2 separate regions of the Mus musculus genome follow, and region 2 is linked to region 1. Evidence: chromatin contacts called from public Hi-C data. All regions are on one chromosome and are shown on one strand. Each heading gives the region's core, a stretch centred on a gene start, on an enhancer-like site or on the middle of the called end of the contact. The rest is flanking DNA. Distances are from core to core; before and after follow the strand shown.

Evidence for each region. Hi-C and Micro-C count contacts between places; a contact is called where the count stands out from the background.
Region 2: a contact with region 1 is called in a Hi-C map of the G1E-ER4 cell line, with 6 times the contacts expected there. The contact joins the promoter of 4930578N18Rik here to the enhancer-like site in region 1. A contact is called at or near these places in 5 of 39 promoter capture datasets (the HPC-7 cell line, HPC-7-derived erythroid cells, liver and 1 more), 1 of 15 datasets of contacts at CTCF or cohesin (the G1E-ER4 cell line), 5 of 484 Hi-C or Micro-C datasets (the G1E-ER4 cell line, the HPC-7 cell line and group 2 innate lymphoid cells) and 1 of 115 datasets of contacts at active chromatin or transcription factors (the HPC-7 cell line).

The regions. Positions count from the first base shown.
Region 1 is chr16:76,003,318-76,009,221 of GRCm38.p6, forward strand. The region is part of intron 2 of Gm15555 (predicted gene 15555); the gene reads left to right. Among named protein-coding and RNA genes, the nearest start is that of Gm15555, 5.5 kb to the left of the region's middle. Within about 2 kb of position 2,609, at least 5 of the 459 cell types and tissues checked have an H3K27ac peak or open chromatin away from gene starts, as enhancers often do. A contact at or near this core is called in the G1E-ER4 cell line, where this site is marked.
Region 2 is chr16:76,118,691-76,124,976 of GRCm38.p6, forward strand. 4930578N18Rik (RIKEN cDNA 4930578N18 gene) reads left to right here and starts at 3,923. Exons shown (of 3, transcript NR_040575.1): 1 at 3,923-4,004.

The DNA.
Region 1 (5,904 bases), core at 1,359-3,858:
AGATGTACAGTTTGGATGTGTTCCATCACTGGCCTACCCTGATATCCTCATGTGAACCTGGCTGATAACACAGAGCAGAACATAGTGTGAGAATTAACTTCCTTATTAAATTTCAGCGCATAACCGTGGTTCCAAGCTTTCTGTTTTGGTAATAATATTTCTATTTGGTCCTTCTTGACTTCAGCAGGAGTGGCACTTCTCTTGGGTGGCTAGCTTTGTGGTGTCTTCTTGGCGTCCCTACTGAAAACTCTTGAGTATCAAGAACAATCCTGAGTGTTCACTGGTCTTCAACTGGTTTTGTTTGTTTGTTTGTTTGTTTGTTTGTTTGTTTTTTATAACTTCAGTTGGTTAGTAAAGATTTGGTTATCAGCCAATCATTCTGGTAAATATAATAATTTAATTCCTTCATTAGTTCTTACTATACAACAAATCACTCCAAAAGCTAATGGCTGACAAAAATACACATTTTTGTCTCTGCCAGTCTCTATGGATAAGAAATACAGGTAGGCCTTAAATGAATCTTTTGTGTTACTATCTCACAGTGTTGAGCTATATTTGTTTAGCCCCAAATTCTGAGGGTTCACTCAAAGGTTCAGGCGGGGAGAAGGGGGTGTTCTTGACAGCTCATCCAGAACGGTAGCTGCACTCAGATCTCTGAAACCCGTTTGTAGTGAAGTCTCCAGTTTCTGAGTTCACTTTGTAAGCCTGCTCTCATGGCATGGTTTGCAGGTCCTCCACTTGGGATTCTGCTTCATAGAAATGTGTAAGTAAATACATCCTATTCCCACGGTCATTGTAATCTAACCACGGAACTCATTTCCTATCAGCTTTGTCTGATTCTTCTAAGTTCAAGTGAGGCATGAGGCCAAAGACTCCAGAAGATGTCGATGAGGGCAAAAAGGCAGCGATAACAAAATCTTAGGTATCAAGACACTTCAGCATGGGTTTCAGATATTTGGTAAGACACCGGTGTAGACACCCCCATGAAGGCATTCTTTAAGCTGAGATTAACATCTAAGTAAGTAGATTTCTTCACTGATCAATTCGCAGGATGGTGAAGGTGCCAGTACAGTTCAGTGAAGGCAGTATGTAATAATACTTCTGCATAGCAGTGGATAAAACACCTCACAGAAAGAGCTTGAAGGAGGAGAGGTTGAATTTGTCTTTATTTGTAGAATGATCCCTTTACCATGGTAGGGAAGGGATGACAGAGGGGATTGCCTTCATCTGTGGCACTGGAAGCATGAGGTAGCAGTTGTTCACACCTCGAGAGACCATGATGTAAGTAAGATACAGCCAGAATGTTCAGGAATATCCCCTCCTCACAAGGCTGGGGAATCATTGTGGAAAAGCCATTCCTTTCTTTCTTGGCACTTTCCTTTCTTAGCACTTCAGCTGCTACCCAATGCATCCTTGAAAGCTGAAAGCAATGGGCTACACTTAGTAGCCTTAAGACTGATAATGGTGACAGAACGCCTTTATAGATAGGAGAAAGCAAGCAGAAGGCAGAATTATCCTTAAGCTGTCCTTCCTGTGGCCTATAAAATCTTGCTGTTACCTTCTCTGCAATGCACCTTAACCATCAATGGGGTGAACATTCAAGATGTATAGCACATATACTGCTGGTGGCTCCAGACTGAAGCAAAGCTAACTGGCCATGGGAGATTGAACTCCTGACCTTGGCCTCATTACTGCTGAGCTCTAAGCAACTGTTAGACACGCATCATATTGTTTGTCTTTAAAACTGTGCTTGACTCTGTTATATTACTCTCTCCTTAACATCTGGTAGCTGGGAACAATTTAATTGATTTCTCCTGTGTTTTTTATGAGCACAGAATGTCGATGAATGAGTAGTTACAAAATTGAACTTGCATTTTAAAAATATAAGGGAAGAGACACCCCTGACTTATGAAATGTGCAATAGAGCAAATGCACCCACGATGGGCTTTCTTGTTTGTGGTTGTCCCCTGTGGTAGGCATCTCAGACTGAATTGTCAAATATTGCACTATATACCTGGTATTCAAGGCAGTTTGTGGAGAGTCAGACCTTGAGTTTTCTAATGCACATCAACAATAAATCCTATTGCTACATCTTGTCCAGCCTAGGAAAAAAATCAATGCTTTTAGGTAAAGATTGCTGATCACAAATTATTTTGAGCAGCTTTTTTTTTTTTAACAAAACGATATCTAAGCAATGGTGATAGTTTGACTTAAAGCCATTTAGTCAAGGATATTAAATTAAAAAGATTGCTCTGTCCTGGTGTGAGGGCTTGCAGAGAAAGGGAAACGGCCATTAGCATGCAGGGTGCCAGGTGGTTAACGTGCGCAATAACATTTAATCCTCACCACAAACTAAGAAGCAAATCTTTCTATCCACAGTGCTCACAAACTTAGGGTCAGAGTAATTCAATAACATTCCCAAGGACACACAGTTCCCAGCCACGAGTGGGAATAAAACTCAACTCTATTAACTTCATTGCCAGCTCAAGATTTTTTTTATCTGCTGTGGTTCTCCAGATAACAGACTCATTTAGCATATATATTATATTGTTGAATCCTTTCTCTTATCATAAACCCATCCTCCTTGCTTCTCACCTCCCCTAAACACACTCTTCCAATGACCCCTATACTACCCCCATCTCTCTCTCTCTTTCCTCTCTCTCTCTCTCTTTCTCTTGTGCAGTGTGTGCGCACACAGCATTGACATTCATGCTTGTTGCAGAGGCCAAAGAAAAAGTTGATATTTGGGAAGCCAGAACTCTGGCCTTGACTCTGGCATTTTAGCAAAGTCACAAGCCTTAGTTTCCCTTTGAATTCTACCTGCCAGGAGTTTAGAAAACTTTGTGTGTGGTAACTGCTTTGCGATTTATTCTCTATTGCAGTAGTTGCTAAATCCTTTGTCTTTGACATTCTATTCTATATTAATTCATGGAAAGCCTCCTTTACAAAGACTTGACACTTTACAAAGCCATCAATATTGCAGAGGACTTCCCTTATGCCCCTGTGCTAAATGATTGTTTGCCCCTGAAGTAGAAATACTTCCAGTAATTTTCTCAAGATGCAAAGGAGTCCCACCTACTACAAGGCAGCCATCCCCACATTCTGCAGAGGCATGTCTCTCCCAAGCCTTCCTCTATGCAGAGGCCAAAGGCTACAAACCATATTCCAGAGGTTTACTTAGGGATGGAGACTAGACCAGCCATGACTTTGACTGTGAACATTCAGGTAAAATTTGGGAGATCAGATTTGAAAGCAGAGGCACGTCTTGTAGCCATGTTTAGGAAATGGTAGGATATAGCTATGAGCGCCAGATATTAAACTTGAGTTGCAGCTCTGAGATAAACATTCTAAGTATCATTTGGTAGTGGCATCTTTGCAATGAATGTACTCTGAATTCATTTATGAGAGAAGTGGGTTGTCAGGAGTTGGTAAGAACATTGATTATCCATCCTAAAATGGATCCTAAAGTAAGGTGTTTTGGATCTGATGCCAAAGGTCTCAGCACTTGGAGGGGGTCATCAATATGTCCTTTTAATTCAAGTGGAGATAAAACAACTCAAAGAAAGGAATTATAGGTGGATTATATGAATGGAAGAAGCTCCTTTCTTTGTTTTCAGAAAGGCTTGACAGAAAACTGTTGAAGTTTTGCTTTGGAAGGGGTAAGATGACCTTGATGGGCAGCGAAGTGGTCAAATATAAAGTCATCTAAATACAAACGTTGTACCTTAAAAAAATAAAATAAAATAAAAATGGAAATGAGCCATATTTCACTTATCCTATCTCAAACACTGTCAGCAAATAATTCTCACTACCAAGATATATTATGCTTGTTTTTATATATTCTTTGAAATATGTCATATATTTTATACATGCTAGTCCTCTGCATTTAAAGTAACCATTTTTCTCACACTCATTTGGTACCTGTGGCTATATAATTCAGCTTTAAGACAGGAGTGGGGAGCTACAACTAGGTTCGGCTTCATTCTACCCTTTCCATTTTTGTTCTTCAACAAATTTTTGAAAAGCAAAATCCATATCCCGGATGAAGGGCTACACAATATTGGTTGCCTCTGAGAGAGGAGAAACTACTATCTTTAGCAGAGATGAGATCTTTAATTTGTTACCCAATACTGAGTGGTCATCACTAAAAAATGTATAAGGGTAAGAAATAGACAGTATCAAAGGAGATATATATATATATATATATATAGAGAGAGAGAGAGAGAGAGGGAGAGAGCCTCATATTCACATATGTCATGAATTTGAAGGGGACCTGATGTGGGTATGAGAAGGTTTAGAAGGACAAGCAGAAGGGGGTAAGTTACATTTTGAAAAACTTTTCTTAATTTGCAGTTCTTAACTGTGAGCAATACCAACCATGATACCTCCATCTAGACATCAGAGGTTTTGTTCTAGAGTCTGAGGCAGCAGCCCCTCTGAAGTCTATCCCATGTGTTAAAGCTTTCCTGCAACCTGGAAAAGTAGACTTGGACTTCTGCAATCCATCTCGTCCAGGCTAATGCAGAGATTAGAGGAGCCCAGGCACCTTCCACAGCCACACAGCCTACAAGGAGCAGCGCAGGAAAGAGAGTTCATACCTGCTCCACTCAGAGCTCACACTTACAAACACTGCATCACGGGCTCTCCATGCTTATTAATATTTTATCTTGCTGGAGTCATAAGCCTTTATTAATCCATTCATATTGCTTACAACTATTCATTGAATGATTGTGATATATAACATATAAATAAAAAGGACACTCTCTGTCGTGAATTTAAATTCATTTTTTGGAAAAAAAAACCTCAAATTTCATATCAATTTAATTTATGAGATACAAAATGGATTAGAAAATTGAAAATTATTTTCTTCCTTTAATGAATATCAATTGCACACCAGATAATTCAGGCTTGATCCAGTTAACCTTGACTTGGCAGAAAGACAAATATTTTATATTCTCACTCTTTTCCTTAATCAAGACATTTATTACTTTTGGACATCATAAGGAGGTATTAAAATAGGTGCAGGTTCAAGCATTTATAGTCTACACCTAAATTAATATGACAACAAAGTAGTCAGTTCTAAAGTCACAATATTAACGTACTTTCAACTATACTGATCGGATTGCATAGTTTGGAATACTATGAAACATTTTACCTGCTTTTAGCAGCATTTCTCCAAAACCTATGCGTGTGTGTGAACCTAAGATTAGCTCACTAGATATTGTTAAATACAATAAAATTTTAATAAAAATCTCATCTTAAACTGAGTCTCCTGTAGACCCACTCTCTATCACTAAACCCTTCTGTAACTACAATTAGGGCACAGGCCTGGTACTAAAGATGGCACTCATTTTTTTTCTTTTAGTTTTCTTTTACTTTTACTTTATGTTTTACACCCCATATTCCATTCCCTGCCCACACATCCACCCTCTGACTGCTTCATGTCTCACATCTCCTCCCCACCCCACCCTGTCTCCACGTGGATGCCCTCAGCCCCCACCCCACCTGACCTCTAAACTCCCTGGGGCCTCCAGTCTCTTGAGGGTTAGGTGCATCTTCTCTGAATGAACACAGACCCGAAAGTTCTCTACTGTATGTGTGTTGCTGGGCTTCATATTGGCTGATGTATGCTGTCTGTTTGGTGGCCCAGTGTTTGAAAGATCTTAGAGGTCCAGATTAATTGAGACTGCTGGTCCTCCCACAGGGTCTCCCTTCTCCTCAGCTTCTTTCAGCCTTTCCCTAATTCAACAACAGGGGTCAGCTGCTTCTGTCCATTGGTTGTGTGCAAATATCTGCACCTGACTCTTTCAGTTGTAGCAGGAAGACAGGACATCAAGTGAGGGATGGGGTTGCCATCCCACAGTTACACCTCTGACCCATAATTGTTCCTGTCTGTAAGAATTA
Region 2 (6,286 bases), core at 2,673-5,172, 120 kb after region 1:
GCTTGTCCAAGCATGCTTAACAATCATCTGCTCATTTTCCAACTTTGAATGAGGCACACATCTCCATTCTTGACCTCTGCTCTTCCAACGCAGGCTGGTTTTTGTTTCTTTCTTAGTATTTCTCTCACTCAATGCAATGTGTTCTGTTTTGCTTTCTGTTTCTGATACTAAATATCACAGCCAAAGCAACTTAGAAAGGAAAGGGTGTACTACATCTCACAGGTTACAGTTAGGCCACAACAAGAAGTCAAGGTAGAAGCGTGGAGGTGTGAACTGAATCAGAGACGATGAATGAGCACTGCTGGTTGGATTGTTCTTTCTTGGCTTTCTTGACTTGCTTTATATCATAACCCAGTCCCACATGCCAAGGAATGGGAACACTCACAGTGGGTTGAGTCCTCCCTCCATAAGTGATGGGGAAAGTACCCTACCGCACACAGGATTGCCTACAGAGCAATCTGATGGAAGTGCTTTCAGTTGAGATTCCCTCCTCCTGATGATCCTAGTTTGTATCAAGTTGACAGGAGAAATAAAAAGCAAATGGGGCACTATACTTTTGTTTTCTAGTTCCACTGAAATTTTTCCTGAATTCTAATGAATTCTAAAACCAAATACAGTTCATTCTCTGGACTGTGTTTCTTGCTACTGTGTCTTTCTCTCTCTGTGTCCTTGCTGCTCAACTTCCCAAGATCCACCTCTGACCTTCTGCTATGATTTAAGTGCCCCACAAAGGTGTATATGTGAAAAGATTCAGGTGTCTCTAGTGGTTTGAATATGCTTGGCCCAGTGAGTGGTACTATTAGGAGGTATGGCCTTGTTGGAGGAAGTGTGTCACAGTGGGAATGGGTTTTGAGACCCATCTAGCTGCCTGGAAGACAGTCTTCTGGTTCTCCCCAGAGCAAGATGTAGAACCCTCAGCTCCTCCAACACCATGCCTCCTTGGATGCTGCCATGCTTCCCACCTTGATGATAATGGGCTGAACCTCTGAACCTGTAACCCAGCCCCAAGGAAATGTTGTTGCCTTGGTCACAGTGCCTCTTCACAGTGAGGTGAACCTGAACTGAAGCAATGCCCTTGAAGGATTTATGTGGGGCGCTTTGTCCTTGATACGGCAGTAAAGGCAGTGCCTGAAGTTGAGGGAGTAAGGCTTAGAAGAAGATCCAGAGTTCCCTGAAGATGCACAAAATATTAGGGTAATTCTTTTATGAGCCTTTAGTAGTTCTCAGGTGTTTGCCTGAGCCAATCTCACAAAACACTGATTGCTTGTGAGTGTGTGACTGTTAGCCCCACGCATTTCAACTGCCTCATGGAGATGTCGACTCCCCTCATCAAATGTCAAATTAGAGGGCACCTACTTTTTATCTTTAAAAAAGATCTGAAACTGTTTCTCCCACTACCTACTAAACTCTCCTGGATTCCTTAGCTATGTTTTAAATCCTCAGAAGACATTCTTGGGCCAATGAGATTGATAAACCTGACAACCCCAGTTTGATTCCCGGAACCCATGCAAAAGAGGAGAGAACAGATTCCAGAAAACATTATTCTCTGACCTTTACACACTGTGATGCATCTTTGGTACACTTACACACACACACACACACACACACACACACACACACACACACACTCATACACACACACACACACACACACACACACACATATAAGCACATGTGCACACCAGCACATACACACCATATGTAAAAATTCGTAACAGTATGAATGTTTTTAGAAAGACATTTTATTTTACTGCCTATAGGCATTACATGCTAAGAGGTGGTGCATATATTAATTAGTGTGTGTGTGTGTGTGTGTGTGTGTGTGTGTGTGTAGCCATGGACTATATAATATCATAATTGGAGACTGATGTGAAAAGATCTGGGGTCTGGGTCTGGAGTTGCTATATTTTCACCACTCTTGCAAACAGAATCGAGTAATAAGGTCCCATCTAGGTTGGGGAGGACCATCTCTAGCTATGGAATGTCTTGAGCAAGGACCATAATTAGCTGACAGTTGGCAGTCTATCCTGGAATCTACTAGTGACCTGTGCAAAGACAGAACTTTATAGTCAAATAATGATTTTTAAAATGAAAGTGAAAACAACCAAGGATGGGCCTTCCCTCCTCCCAAAGCTCAACCCTGGCTATATTCAAAGAACCCAGACTCCATCACCCACCCCCCATCCCAAGCGCAACACTGGTTGTGTTCAAAGAACCTAGACTTAACTGTTCTGGGACAGAGAATGCCTGAAAGCTCCTTTGCTTTCTCTTTCGATTTGCATTGGTCTAAATGCCATGTAATTACCAGAGTTAAAAGTTTCTCTCTTTCATTCCTTATATGTTTCTCCTTTTTTTATAAAATTATTTTCCTGCCAACAAAAATGATAGAATAGTCTTTGTAAAACTCACTTAATATTGCACCCCCCCCAAGTTCACTCATTTCTCTGATGATTATGAGACGAAGTACAAACATAGGCTTTGCCGTGGAGCCTGTACAACGAGGCCTCCTCCGCCAGTGGTACCTGACTATCCCTGAGCTTGATGAGCATCCTCATCCCTCTAAGGTCTGTTTGCTGAGTAAAGGAGGCCTGGTAATACCATACTGTGGGTCTGGGTACCAGAGGCTTTCCACGGAGATCTCTGGCCTTGCTTGGTATGAGAGTTCCAGCGAAGGGAAGCTTCAGAAGGGTAGACCTCTTCCCAAGTGTTACAGCTCTTAGGACAGAAGGTTTGGACTATGGAGTAGTTTGCACACACCTTTAATCCTTCCAAATAGGATTCCTATATACAGTTTTGGGGTACGTAAGGGTCTGACAACAGGTACTTCTCATTGGTTTGGTCTAAGAGCTTGGAAGAAACCTTATTTGTGTGTGGGAGGGCTTGGTGCTGCTCCTACTTGACTGATGACCACATATTCCTCTGTGGAGGGCTGTGGGAGGCTGTAGCTATGTGACAAGAGCCAGGGACCCAGGAGGCAAGACCAAACACCTTCTGTCCCATGCAGGTGGAAGTCACTGGGGTTCCAGACCTTTGCTTGACTGGGACCAGGCTGTCTGTGTACGGCCCATCACCCCACACCATATCCTGTGCTGTTAGAACCCACTCTTGAGTGATATGACACATATATCACTCTTGAGTGATATGACACATGATATAGAGCGTATAACTTTCTATGATTGTTGTGAGCAGGCTCTCTGGTGGTCATGAGAGTGAATACACTCAGACATGGCAGTTCAGAAACACGTGATAGAATTTCTACACAGAAACTGTCTTTAGTTCTTGCAGAGCTTGGCGGGGAGTATGTGTCTAATTCCCTGCCTCAAACACTTTACACTGGGGGTTGGAAACAGGTAGCTCCTACAGATGTAACCACTGTCCTCCAATATACTGTGCCTAGGATTGCACATACAGCTACCTGGACACACACACACAGAAAGAGAGACAGAGACAGAGACAAAGACAGACAAAGAAAGAAAGACAGAAACAGAGAGAAAGGGAGAAATAAAGGTACACAGAAAGACAGAAACACAGAGAGAGAGAGAGAGAGGGAGGGAGGGAGGGAGAGGGAAAGACAGACAGAGACAGTGACAAACAGAGAGAGAAGGAAAAGGGAGGGAGGGAGAGGGAGAGAAAGAGACCTAAAATCCTGATGTTACATGAGCCTTATCTCCTTGAAACATGTTGTTTCCTCTCCGTAGTGTGCCCTTTCCCTGACATTTCTGTCTGATACAATGTCCTATTCATCTTTCAGATTCAAATATCACCTTCCAACGGAGGCCTTCTTCACTCCCTTAGTTATTGACATGCTGTCCATAGGGAGCCCATAACTAGTTGATCACACCCCTTCCCTGGGATTTATGACATCATTTACACTTCATCACCATGGAGAGGAGTCATGCTTTATTACTCTCTGCGGTGGCCATTTCTGCTGCCAAGTATGGCATGGAGGAGATGTCCCTTCAAGACGGTTAGACACATAGTCTGCAGCAGAATGCCATTCATGGGTAAGAATGTTTTCTTCAGAGCACTGAGGATTTGGAGGCTAGACCTGTGAGCTGAGTGAGTTGAATGCTCGTTGGAGGGTAGCAAGAATGCTTTCTTCCTGAAAGACATGAGTCTGAAGGGCAGGCAGATCAAGGAGCGATAGCAAGAGATGCAGGTCCTCTGACTTCACCCCTGCTTTCCTGTCTGGCTCTGCTTATCGCTTGTAAATGTAGTTACCGGGTGTCAAGGAACCCTGGGAGAAGTTTTCATCTGAATTCTGAGGCGTGATATGCTCTCTCATGGTTTTCTTCTTCTTCTTCTTCTTCTTCTTCTTCTTCTTCTTCTTCTGAAGACTTGCTGTAGGAGAAAGAGCTCCTTCATGTTCTCACTGCCCTGAGTGGCTGACCTTCTCACAAGAAATGCCCCCAACTCCTCAGACAGGAGACACCACCTGCCATTGCAGCAGCAGTCTGGAGGCAGCAGACTGTGTTCGCATATTTGGTAATCAGCATGAACGCAGCCAGGAGAGGGGCCCAGCTGCGATGTCAGTTTCCCCTCATTAACACTGGGTCAAAATGACTCTGCTATCTTAAATGGCTCCTCTTTAATTAAATTAATGTCGACTTCTCTGTTCTACCCTGTCCTAGGAATTTTCAATCTGTTACTTAAGGCAACGGGAGAAAAAAAAAAGTTTTTTTTTTTCATTAATCCTGTTGCTTGAGTTATGATTTCTACAAAGAGCTTAATACAGATTAAACATAATTGAAGACCTATCACTTAAAAGAGCCCATTCTGTTGTGTCGTTTGCCAAATGCAGCATTGACTAGGCAGGGACAGGGGCTGGAATAGACAGATCAAGCCAAATACGAATATACCATGACCTCTGGAAGCCCAGAATCTGGGTAGAGAGAGAAGAAGGGCATGAAACAGTATAAGGTCAGGTGTTCTGTAGTGTAGTCATAAAGGCTTTGAGAAAGCTAAGCAGACTGGGAATACAGAAAAGGAGAAAGACAGTCTGCCACTATGGTGTGTATGGAGCCTCCTGTGTCTAGACCTGGACAAAGGTAAGGTAAAGACAGGGACAAAAAACCTACAGGGAACAGAGGAAGATCTGGGGGCAGAAACACCTGGAGTGTCCAATACAAAGCAAGGAGGGTGAGCGTCCAAATGGGTTGTGGGGAATGAGCTAAAAAAGTGGGGAACCAGATCTTGTTAGAGCCTGCAACAGGCATCCAGACTTCCAAGCAGGTCTAAATTACTATGACACTTGTGACAGGACTTTAATTAGATTCATGCTCAATGTACCTTACTCTTCTTAAGGACTGAAAATAAATGAGCCAATCTGGAATAAGGAAAAGCAAGAAAGTTATTCCTGGAGTCAATTGTTCTGTTATTTGTTATGCCCCGTACTTTTCTGCAAGAAATTGCCTTGTTAAAACATCTCATTTCTTTCCGCCCAAAGGACTTTGCATAAACTGAAATCAAATGGCTGTGGTGCCTTTCACAAAGTTGGGGGAAATTACCTCTTAGCTTGAAAGAAGTATCGCACTGGAGTGAGCCTCTGAGATATTTTGCCCCTTCTTAGAATTGGGAACAAAACACCCATCGAAGGAGTTACAGAGACACAGTTTGGAGATGAGACGAAAGGATAGACCATCTAGAGACTGCCATATCCGAGGATCCATCCCATAATCAGCTTCCAAACGCTGACACCATTTCATACACTAGCAAGATATTGCTGAAAGGACCCAGATAGAGCTGTCTCTTGTGAGACTATGCTGGGGCCTAGCAAACACAGAAGTGGATGCTCACAGTCAGCTATTGGATGGATCACAGGGCCCCCAATGGAGGAGCTAGAGAAAGTACCCAAGGAGCTAAAGGGATCTGCAATCCTATAGGTGGAACAACATTATGAACTAACCAGTACCTCCCGGAGCTCCTGTCTCTAGCTGCATATATATCAGAAGATGGCCTAGTAGGCCATCAGTGGAAAGACAGGCCCATTAGTCGTGAAAACTTTATATGCCTCAGTACAGGGGAACGACAGGGCCAAGAAGTGGGAGTGGGTGGGTGGGGGAGTGGGTGGGGGAGTGGGTGGGGAGCATGGGGGGGGACTTTTGGGATAGCATTGGAAATGTAAATGAAATAAATACCCAATAAAAAAAAAAAGAAAAAAAAAAGGAATTCTACCACATCGTTTTGAACAGTCTGCTCCAGGACAGTCTGCTTCACAACCTAAACCCACATGCTCTTATATGTCGGTTGCAAACTATGTCTGTACTTATAAGTCCATTTCCCGGGA